2 separate regions of the Gossypium hirsutum genome follow, and region 2 is linked to region 1. The links are chromatin contacts, called in public Hi-C maps. All regions are on one chromosome and are shown on one strand. The core of a region is the stretch at or near the end of the contact, and the rest is flanking DNA. Distances in the headings are between cores, read along the strand shown. Region 1 holds the start of LOC107916697 (alpha/beta hydrolase domain-containing protein 17B). Region 2 holds the start of LOC107912917 (L-Ala-D/L-amino acid epimerase).

Region 1 (6,143 bases), core at 2,064-4,563:
GTTTTAATAGAGTGTTTCATTAGGCCACCAAGGCTCCAAGTAGATGAGTTTCTCCATATGTTCCATGAATCGAGCCAATTGAAGTGGGTCAAATGAGCCCCATTTAAATAGTTGACCTTCATGGGACGCTTTATGTGCATTTGTCACAGGTTTTGATCTGTAGCCTATGACATTCTCCCTAACTCATTCTCGCAATGCCCTCGTCGCGTCCTTGGAATGACACTAGTTTGGCTCATCTTAGAACTACCTCAATGCCTCAGTTGATGCCCAACTAGTCTCTCTATCAGGTAGTTCCACTCCTCGAAACATTTGCCTTGGTTTATGTCTCCGCTGTCACCTAACTCGAATTGTATTTCTCTCTTGTACATTTCATTTGCAAGAGTCTACCGCTCTTACTTGTCCCCATCATGACTTGCCTCGATCGGATAGTAGGAGAGAAGTTATGAATATAGTGGATATATATATAATGGTAGTTTACTAGAAGTTACACTTATGTAACTCATTTTAGCAAAGGGAATGTTACATACAAACTTAAATGCAAGTGCGCGGTTTGGTCAATGAGAAGAGGGAAAGACAAAAAAACAGTTGCATTCTAATGAAAGGTTAATAAGTAAAATTATTAATAATATTCTTATATGAGATTCTAAGCTATGCTCTTTAAGACATTCTAGTTATGGGGCAAACCAAAGAATCCTGCTAATCTTTTCAACATAAAGTGATCCTACAATAAACAATATTTTCAGATACTACTATTAATAGAAACATTAATAACAAAAAATGAGTATCCATATTTTACCTCTTGCATGAGAGTTTTTATTTTATGTTTTTTATGAAAATGAATTCTCATGCATAAAAAAAATATGATGAGAATGATATCGAAAAAATTCATCGAATGGAAAAGAAAAACTAAAAGAATATCAAAGATTACTAATAAATACAACATTTAAAAACAATAAGCTATTCATCTAACCTACGTTACTTGGGCTTGAGTGTCTATATCGATAGGGGCGAAGCTAGAAATTTTTTTTAGGGAGGGCCGAAATGAAATTTTAATTTTTAATGGTCTATATCTTTATAATTTTTAAAGGATTAAATTAAATTTTCATAATTTTAAGGGGGCAAAATGTAATTTTATATTTACTAATTTAAAATTTTTTAAATGACCAAAACAATAATTTTCTATTTTAGGGGAGACCGTGGTCCCTACCTACCCCTTGGGTTCGCCGAGATAGATATGTTCAAAATTTATAAATTTGTTTCCATATATTGAAGATTCTTGAAGAGTATCTTAGATATGTGTCCAACACTAAAAGGAAGCTCTATTAAAACTTAAACAACAATGCTAATTAAACTTTTAATGAAACATAAAAAATTGACAAATTTTAAAACATGGCAGTCATTACAAACAAACCCCAAGATTTCACTGCCCACCGTCTTATGTTACTTATATTTGGGTTTAAGTGTGATAGACAAATATGTCTATTAAAAATTTTCTAAATAATTTATTGTATTTGGAGAATTTTTAAAGATTATATTTCGATATATATGTATTTGATAGTTGATACTAGACCTATCCATGGGCCGCCCGGCTCGACGGCCTGCCCGAAATATGGGAGGGTTCGAGTAAAAATATAGGCCCGAAATATGGGCTTGAAAAACGAGGTCCGTTTAAAAAACGGGCCGGGCCTCGGGCACCACTTTTTTGGCCTGGGCCCGGCCCGGCCCGAATATAATAAATATATATTTTTTATTTTTATTTTTTAATTCTAAAATACTTTTAAAATAAATTTTTTTATTTTTTTTATTTTTAAAACAATTTTTTAATATTTATTTTAAAAATTGGCCGGGCCAGGCCGGGCTCGGGCTTATGATATTTTTCCCAGGTCGGGCCTGGGCAAAATTTCAGGCCCATATTTTGGGTCGGGCCGGGCCCGGGCCTGAGAGGTGGGCCAAAATTTTTTTTGGGCCTGGCCCGAACTCGGCCCGGCCCATGGACAGTTCTAGTTGATACTAGTGTAAAATATGAATATTAAACGGAAGCGTGAAACACGAGACTATAAAAAGGAATATAACTGGACTGTCAATATTCGTTATTGATATAAGATCGAGATAAACATGGTCAAAGGGTTTGTTTCCTTAAATAGCACTAAGTTGTAGCAATCTTAAATAATGCAATAATGTGGCCAGGTTTTGACTCTCTCCGCTGCTAATATTCATTATCAAATTTCCTGGAATTTTACTATCCAAAAAACCAATCATGCTGGGAGTAATTACACTTCACAGTTATTGCGTCTATAATCATAAATGCAATTTAAATCATTCTTTATTCATGAGTTTAAAGATTTGATCAAAATAAAATGCATTTTATGATTATTCGTTTTTTTTAAGAGCACTCATGATAAGAGAATTATTTATTGTTACAAGTAATATAAAGAAAAAAGTGCAATTTTAAATCCATGAAAAATGAGTGTTAAAGATGATAAAAAGATACAGATACTTCAATAATAAGTGAGACCAACAGAATTGAAATTGGGTTGAAGCAATGGCTGATGTCTTCATCTTCCTCCTGCATTTTGGTACGGTCAAGTGTTAGTGTGGGGTACGTTACATTTGATGAGAACGCTTTGGATATGATAATAAAGGGAATCTCCAACATTAATAATAAAAATGATACACAGAAGAAAAGCAAGTTGTTTTGGGTTGAAACATTGAAACCAGACCTCTGACGCCTGGCCCAATAAGTCCGACCTTTTCGGACCATGTTTTTGACTGAAATCTCCGGTTGAAGTTTAAAACCGTCCATTAAATTTAGAGTAGAGTAGGGTTTAATGGTGAGTTTGGATGGGTGGTGGGGTGCGGTGTGGTATGTTTAGTTTATTTTTTGCCTCACGTTATAATATCGTTATTGTATTTAATCTCACCGCCACCTATACTTTCTATACTAACTGCAAGTAAACGCACCGTCTATCTAAACCCACCCTAAGTCGTATATGAAAACGAAAATCCTTTTTAACATTGTTTTATAAGACTCAAATGGAGTTTTATTACTTCAAACAAACCAAATATTAGTTGAAGGTTAGTTCATTTTTTTAATCTTCAACCGTTTGGTATTTAGAAGTCATAACAATCTAATTAAATTTAAAGTTAATTTAGGTCTTTATCTTTAAAATTCAAGAATAATGTAAATTATAAATATAATAGTCATAAATATTTTCAAATCGAATTTGACATTTTTATAAATTTCAGATATATATTTTATTTAGTCTAAATCATGAAAAACATATTATTTATTTGAATTTATTAAAATAAAAGTGATCCATGCAAAGCTTCCATCATTCTAGTGAAGTGACTAAAGATCCAAAGAGATACATACACACATGCCATGTGCATATCATTTGTCAAAGTCGCCGTCAGGCGACCCTTCCTATACCCACGCTCACGCCCGCGCCCACGCCCACGCGCCTTCTTGCTTTTTCCTACCTCCCTTTTAATGGATAAAATCCCATTTAGCTGTCATTTCCTATCTCTCAAAACATTTAAAGAAACTTCGCTTCGTTACGGCAGCTCCCGTCTCAACGCGCCTCCCTTACCATTCCACGCGCCACCTATCTTCGTTTTCATTTTCCTTCTCTTTCATTTTCCTTCTATCTTAAATGAAATGAGAAAGATCTGAAGGAGATTGGAAGTTGGTGATTGAGATTTGAGGTTTCTGAGGAGAGTGACTTATTTTGGTAATTTTAATGAAGGATGAACAACGTCTGGTGCTAAGAAGAAGATGGGAGGAGTAACGTCTTCGATTGCCGCGAAATTTGCGTTCTTCCCGCCAAATCCGCCGTCATACAGAGTGCTAGAGGACGAGTTATGCGCTGGTCAGCTTTACATACCAGAGGTACCGAGGAGGGACGGTGTCGACGTCTTGAAGCTACGCACGCGCCGCGGGAACGACATCGTCGCCGTCCATATAAAACACCCCAAGGCTTCCGCTACTCTCTTGTATTCTCATGGAAATGCCGCTGATTTAGGACAAATGTTTGAGCTTTTCGTCGAGTTGTGTAATCGCCTGCGGGTTAATCTTATGGGGTATTTTTATTTTCTTTCATAATTTTTGCAACATATAGAACATGATATTTTAAGTCGGCTTCTTAGGCTTTTACTGTTTTAATTGTATTAGATTTCTTTTAGCTTAGTAAAGTAGTTCGTTTGGGTTTGGTCTGATTTGCTTGTGATTTTGGGGGATTTAGGGTTCTATAAGTGTTGGAAAATTCTGGTGAAGTGGAACTTGCTTGCCTTATGTTCAGCTGTATTATTGAGGTTGAAGCTAGTTATGGGAAGAACAGAGATTCTGGTTACCAGTAAGTGAAAGTTATGCTGATTATGGTATATTGTAAGATTGAGCTAATGGTTTTACTTTAATTGGCTTCATTTGTGCAGTACTAGAGAGAGAGAATAAAAAAAATATAGGAGAAAGAGAGACTTGGACAAAGAGTTACTGGTGAAGGCGATGTTGTTGATTTAAAGTTTCTTAGGGGTGACCGGTTATTTGTTATCCTTTCCTTCTATTGTTTCTTCAATGTGCGGACTTTTGCAATATTATTGAGCATGGATACTGCTCAAACGTGATTTAAATACTTTGGGATATTTTTTTTTCTGTTTACTGATCGTGGACTGAAGGCAATGTTGAAGAAGATGGTTTATGGCAGGGTCATATTAGTTACGGCTACTTGCTTGTTATTGAGGAGCTTTATGTTATTGGTTATACATTTTTGCAAATAGTGCTTCGATGCTGATGCCGAAGCCCTAAGGACATTGGCATGCAGGCAATGTTGTTAAAGAAAAAAGAAAAACTGTAGGCACATGATTAGAATGTGCGAGAAGTGTGTAGTCCTTTAACTGGATGTTCTGTTTCTATAGAATATAGGCCACACCTTCATAATAGCCCTATGTTACTATTGAGGCATTATGACTAACTGAAGAGACATTTTTCAAGTTTTGAATATTCTAGCTTTTATTTTATGCTTCAGAATACTATTAGGGACGCTTAATTTTACTGTGTCGTATTGTAGACTGTGGAACAATGCAATCTTGACTTCCTTTGATTATTAGGTTCTATTATGTTGCTGCATTATTTTCCTTTAAATTCCCATGTTTATGAATTATCTGCTTCTGTTCCTTCCTTCTCTGCCATTACCACATCCAGAACTTTTATTCTATATTTACCATCAATCCTTGAAGTTGATGGGATCTTCTCATTGTTGCTTATCTATGTTCATTTGGAAAAGCTAGATATTTAGTAACTCGGACTGCAGTATGAGTATGATGAGCATAGTGTTTGTCATGCCAGTGGACAAAAATGTAAATGGAGGTAGGTTTGTTTGTGTAATTATGTGGTCACATGTAAGTTTTTATTACGACTTAAAGATATACTACAGAAGTTATTGATGACATATAACTGGGATAAAGTGCTAAAAGAGAAGGAAACATTATCTTTTTAAGGTCAAATTTAGGATCCCATGCAACTAGCTCAAGCCATACTGTCTGTACAGTTGATTGGTCAGGGTGCAAATTTGGGATCAAGTGAAAGAAAAGAGAAGGAAACATTCTCCTTTTTAAGGTCAAATTTCTTGTTTGTATAGTTGATTGGTCAGAGTATTACTCCTTGCTGTTTGGGCGGACTGCAAAGTTGTAGCGACTAAATTATTATCACCTAACCTCCAAAGTGATGACTGATAATTATTGATAATGTTATTTCAGTTATGTTAGATTATGTTATGCAAATGTAGGAACAATGCAAATAATAATATTTCCTAGCTTTTCTTACTGACTTAATAATCAACCACTTCTGTAGGGAATTTCTTTTAGGCCCTGTTTCTACTTCTAGAAAATGATTTATAAGAAGTTTTTCAGCGGTAGTTTAGTGTTTTAGGGCTGTAATTGCTGTACTGTCAAGTTGGATCTTTGTATGTTGCCTTATGGTAACTATTAACTCTTTCAAATTTCTTGTGACTTATGCTGATATGCGTTCACTTGTTCTTGTAAATAACAAATGTTGGCAGCTTGGAAATGATTGTCTTCTGTCTGTTGTCAAACTTCTGATGTTTGTTGTAGGTGCTCTCCATAACTATGTAAACAGCCAGGAAGGTTTT
Region 2 (6,143 bases), core at 2,100-4,599, 140 kb after region 1:
TACCCAAAAAAAAAAACCTAAATGGCAATACCCTTTTCTACTTTGGCATTTGGGACATTGAACCTCGTTTTTATTATTATTTCTCTTTTAAGTTTTAATTTTTTTTCATTTCTCTATTCTTTATTTTTCAATTTTCAAGTATATGGATATGGATATAGATATTTGTATTCGAAAATCACACTTAAAAGCTCGAGCCACACAGGATAACATCAAATGCTAGTTACAGTTCCCAGAAGAAAGGAAGGAAGGAAGAGGCAAACTTACCTGAAGCAACCAAGGCCAGCGACTAAATGACCAGCAACACCAGTGGCAAGTCTAGTTTCAGCAACACTATCAATCATAAGTTCCAATCCAGATTTTTTAACCATTTCTACAATTTCAAGGATACCAAGAACCCCAAATTTGGATAGTTTAATGTTGATAACATCCACAAGATTTTCCTCCATAAGTTTTTTGATGTCCGTCAAATCCCTGCAACTTTCATCTGCTGCAACTGATACCCCATACTTATGCCTTGCAACGTTACTCACATCACCAAGGCCTCTCCAGTCATCTCTATGAACTGGTTGTTCAAAAACTGTAGGAATCACCCCTTTTTCTGCAATGAGACCAACATAATTGTGATCTTTTAATTAGAGGTGTACGTGGAGCAGGTTTATATACCGTATTACCATTATATCAGGCATGCCCTGACTTAAAATAAGAGCTTCAAATTTTATTCAGACTTATCTATATTTAACTAAAACTGAAAAACAACTCGGATCAAACTCAAGCATCGCTCATAGTTTAAATGTCTTAGTTTTTTCTCAAACTCATTTTCAAGCATAATAATTTTGTTCAAATCACCTCAAATATTGGTGGGACTTCAGTTTTGGACGATGACTTGTGATATTGAAAATTGCTTACCATTTAGTTTGTGAAGAACTTCGATGGCTTCCTTTGAAGTGTAACCCTCATTTGCATCTAAGATAAATAAGCAATGAGGGTGGGCAGCTCTTACTGCTTGAAGAACTTCAATATCTGCATTTACATTCCTTCCCAGTTTAATCTCCAATGTCTTGAATCCTAGTTTGTAATATTTAGCAGCCAGATCGAATGCTTTAGCCGAGGAAGTAGTTGGGATCTGTAGACATGGAAATTATTAGTCTCCATCTCAACCATGACACTGCTATCTAAGTCGGTCTTTGTAATGTGATATGCTATGTTGCTTTTATTTGTATTCCATACTCCTATTCCGACGCATATTTTCATATTAAAGCTTCCAATCATAAAAGGATTAGAAAGAACCCAACATAACCGTATTAAATAAACATTATTCAACACTCAGTATCCAAATTTATGTAACATGTATTATGTTAAACTAGGCTCTAGGTAATTGTCAAATCCAAAATCTGTCTGTATACTCGATCTTTTCGAGATTTTTGTATATTTAGAAAACCATACCTATACTCAGTATCAAACTAGTATCGAACACAACTACATATAAAAGTAAAAAGACCGATTATATATACATTACTTAACTGTAGCAGCAGTGGACAAGGAATTGGACACTCCCCCAAATAATCTCCATAGGGGCACATCAATGCTATTAGCAACTGCGTCAACCAATGCCATTTCTAACCCAGCCCTAACCTTCATACACAGATAAAAAATCATAAGGATCCGATGCAAAGGGGACCAAACAAATTACTTAGTTTTCTTCTTTTCTTTTTCCTACGTAGTTTTTTTTATCAGGGGTCTAGGGGAAGAGGACACCACAAGCTTATTTGATAAGTAAATAGTTATATTATTAGAACTTGAGTGTGTATAGTTAAAATTTTTAAATTTTTTTTAATGTATTTGGAGAATTTATGCAAGTCATCCTCTTCGGACATGAATATCATAATATCCTTCTAAAAAATTAGTCCAAGCAATATAAGAATACTATTGATGGTGAGTCGAAGTCTTGGGAATGTCTCGATTGGTAACATGACCTGCAAGCTCACGAGAAAACTATCAGTATTGGGCAATTATTATGCATATTGTACTTATGGGGTCTATACCACCAACCAAGGTATAGATCTTACTCATGATACCGGCACCTCTTTTGTGAGCGTGCAAATCATATTTTCACCAATCGAAACACTCTCTGAACCGCAAACCTCTTTAGACTTTTCTCTATAAATGGAAGACAAAATCCCAACGAAAACAATTCCTTCAATTGAAGGTCTAAGACACTCCAAAGCAGCCCCTCGCCCTCAACAAACACAATATAATGTTAATGTTAGTACATAATGAGAACATGATTGTACTTACAGAAGCAAATTCGCTACCAGGAAACATCTCTGAGATCTGATGTAAAACCAAATTCAAAGTCACTGGAGATCCCTGGCTAAGAAATTCACAGGCTTTTCTCACTTCCTCAAGAGCAGTGGCTTGGTTCCAGTTAACCCATGGAACCACTGATACCTCACCCCACCCGACACACCCATTGCTGAGTTCAACTCGTACAGCCACATTCTCAACCTTTTCAAGCCTGGAACAGCCAACGGTCACCGGTTCTTGAAGCCCAACATTCAATGGTCTCCCTTCAGCACAATGAACATCAACCCAGAAAATCTCAGTCAAGTTCTTCAATCCCAAGCTTGTTCTTGGCCTTTCAGTGCTCCCACTGACTGCTGATTGAGTCACCAGCTCACTGCTGCTAGTGCTGGAGCTGACAATGAAACGAGTCTGCAAGTTGCTTCGATGGTTAACCAGAGAAGACCGAGAGAAAAGGAAAGAGTTTGTTGGACAACAGAAACCAAGTGAAGCCATTGGATTGGAAAGATGGTTGAACTTAGCTTTCTTGTTGATATTTAGCAAGCACTCAATGTCATTCTTTATTTATCTATTTTTGTTGGGTTTGTTTTCCAGTTAACATACAAAAAACAAACCTAAGCTGCACCCTAACAAGGTCTTTTTTATTTGTCATGCCATTGATGGTGTACTGTACTAAGAGCATATTTAAGTGATTGGTGACCTTTGGAGGAGTGAAAGAGTCACATGAAAAAAAGAAAAAAACATATGCGTCCTTTGAGTGTTGACCCCACTTTATCAAGCTCCGGTCTGTAAATTTTGGCCCCTCTGATATGAATGGAAAGATGGAGTGATAAAAAGGTTTAATACCCTTAAATAAATTTTTAATTTCTAATTTTATGAAAAAGAAGAAATGAAAACCATTTTCTTTTTCATTTATAATTTGTTAGGGCTGGATGTAATTATTGAATACTGTCTTACTAAAAAAAAAAAAAACCTGCTCATCAGCCTAATGCATATGGTAAGCTAAAACATGGCAAGGCCACCGAAGTGAGCACCTCGACGGCAATGCCGGGACATAATGATTGGTTATAGGGTGAAATAGACAAAACCTCCGTCCCCACTCCATATCAACTTTAAGGAAAGAAACAAAATCTGTTTTGGTGACACATTTAATCAATTATTAGGGTCAGTAAAATAATTTGAAACAAAAATCATGGGCATTAACTTCTTTGTTAAGTTATTAATGGGATGTTTTATTTGGAAATTCAATTCGAGTAGTATTTGTGGCGAGGTAACAGTTACAATAATTATTTTTTTCTTCGTAATTATTTTTAATTTTATTGAAGGTAAACGCATTACTCATCTAAAGGCATAATCTTTTAGATCAAACTCAGTTTGACTGAATATAGTTACTATAATTTTTTTTTCAAATTTCCTAATTATTATTTTGATATATTTTGGGGTTTTTTTTAATTTTTTCATAGATAAAAGAGGGCAATACACTGCCTTAAATTAATTTATTCATACATGGGAATCACTTAATATCTCTTCTAAAAGTAGTCTCCTAACGTAAGGTGTAGGAACATCAATATAAATTAAGTTAACATCATTAGAAAGACATGATTTAGCTAGCCAATGAGCAACCATATTTCGCTCCCTATTCACGAGCTGGAACTTAATTGTTGGAACCTGACAAGTCACTTCCTTAATTTTCCTAACAAAAGTCATTGAACATATACTTCCAGAACATTCTTTAATCATATCCACAACCATCATACAATAAGATTCGAAGGTATACTTTGATATCATATGTTTTAATATTATTTGGGGTAAATTATATAAATGGTCACCCAATTGTGCCTGCGTTCCTGTTTTGGTTATCTAACTTTAAAAATTTACAATTTAGGCACTAACGTTTGAATTCATTCTTATTTTAGTCACTCACCGTTAAATTGATAACGGAAAGCCTTTTCTAACTAGTATAATAACACATTTACTCCTCAATACTTTCATTTTTATCAATTTGATCCTAATTCTAAATAATTTAATAAATTTAACCATTCACATTTACAAATTCTATCAATTTGATGATCAAACTTCCTAACCAAAACTTTCAACTTTTAAAACAAAGACCTTCCACATCTATTAATTGTTTTACTTTTTCGCAAATAATTAAAAAAAATAGAACACATAATAATCTCTTAATCAATTTACAAAATTAAAAAAATCATTACCAATGTAACAAAAGAAAATTCAATTAATTCTTTCACATTTTTTATCTTATGAAAAATTAAATGTTCATAATTTTTCATATATAATTATTGATTGAACAATTGGATTTTTCAAAACCATATTTTTTTAACTTTAGATTTAATTTTCAATTTCAATGATCAACTTCTAGGACGATTTTTATGTATCTTAAAGGAAATATCATACTTATCAAGAAAACAGCAACCGAATAGTAAATGAAGCTAAATAGTCCAAAATCAAGCAATTTTCACTTAATTTTTTTTAAACATTTTACTTCCTAACATATGGTAAAATATGCAAACCAAGATAAAAAAAATACAAAATTAAAAAAAAGGCATTAGTCCACTTTATGGGCGGTTTTACCATAAGCTTCAAACTTTATACTATATTCACATCATAAATAAATTAAACAAAAAGGTCAATATTATCAAGCTTTTAAATTTTGATTTATGGGTTCTACAAACAAACACATTATTAAAGCAGATTACCAATTATATTTATTAGCCATATAAAATAATAAATTGCTTTTTTACTAAAAAACAATATAACAAAATCACATGCTTAAAAGTCAAACTCAAGCATACAAAATAAATATCATGAAATTTCTACACTGAAAAAAAAAAGATGATGAAGAAATAAACATGTAAGTGATTGTGCTTGGTTTCCCAGTTAGGTATCTATATGCCAAAATCCCCCTAAAAAGGGGAAATTCAAGGATATGTAAATGAAAATATATAATATTTTTAGCGAAGAGAAAAAAAAAGAACACACCTTGACATAGAACAACTATTGATAAAGATGACATTTTATTTCAAAAAGGGTTATGTACTGAATTGGATTATTTTAACCATAAACAAAACAATTAATAGATGTGGAATGCCTCTTTTATAAAAGCTTAAAGCTTTGTTAGAAAGTTTGAGGATAAAATTGATAGAATTTCTAAATGTGAGTGGTTAAATTTATTAAGTTATTTAGAATTAGGATCAAATTGATATAATATGTAAGTGTCGAGGAATAAATGTGTTATTATACCAATTAGAATAAGTCTTTCTATTATCAATTTAACGGTGGATGATCAAAATAAGAACAAATTCAAACATTAATGTCTAAATTGAAATTTTTTAAAGTTGGGTGACCAAAATAGAAACATGGGCACTCAACCATTTGTATACTTTACCTTATTATTTTTTATATGTTAATGGGAAATTTTTTAGAATATTTTTTCTTGAGTAGTAATTCGACACTCTACACTAATTAGTGTTATGCATGTTATGAGGTATTATTGTGAAGTACATGCATAGTACCTCGACACATATGGGTGTCGAGTTAAGGGTTAAGAGGTTTGATGGGGATATTTATTTGGATGTTGACCTAATCAAACGAATTAAATTCAGTGGAGGTTGACTCTTACGGTTGTCAATTTCCACCCTATAAAAACTCATACATTTCTCCTTTCTTCGCGCCCAAAATCTTCCCAAAACTCTCTAATTCTCTCAAGCTCTCAAGCACTCCTACTCTTCAGAAAATCTTGTTCTTTTTTACTTATTTTTCAGAGAAGAATGATGGAACACGTTGCAAAATACACCATCAATATGGTGAAATCTCTAACTCAA

Evidence for each region. A called contact is a pair of places that touch in the nucleus more often than the background predicts.
Region 2: a contact with region 1 is called in a Hi-C map of leaf, with 3 times the contacts expected there. The contact joins the promoter of LOC107912917 here to the promoter of LOC107916697 in region 1. A contact is called at or near these places in 2 of 34 Hi-C or Micro-C datasets (both in leaf).

Annotation. Positions count from the first base shown.
Region 1 is chrD11:18,901,970-18,908,112 of Gossypium_hirsutum_v2.1, forward strand. It overlaps LOC107916697 (alpha/beta hydrolase domain-containing protein 17B), which reads left to right and starts at 3,314. Exons shown (of 5, transcript XM_016846039.2): 1 at 3,314-4,080. The coding sequence starts at 3,776.
Region 2 is chrD11:19,041,774-19,047,916 of Gossypium_hirsutum_v2.1, forward strand. It overlaps LOC107912917 (L-Ala-D/L-amino acid epimerase), which reads right to left and starts at 3,350. Exons shown (of 7, transcript XM_016841300.2): 1 at 2,296-3,350; 2 at 1,522-1,632; 3 at 907-1,123; 4 at 265-598. The coding sequence starts at 2,796.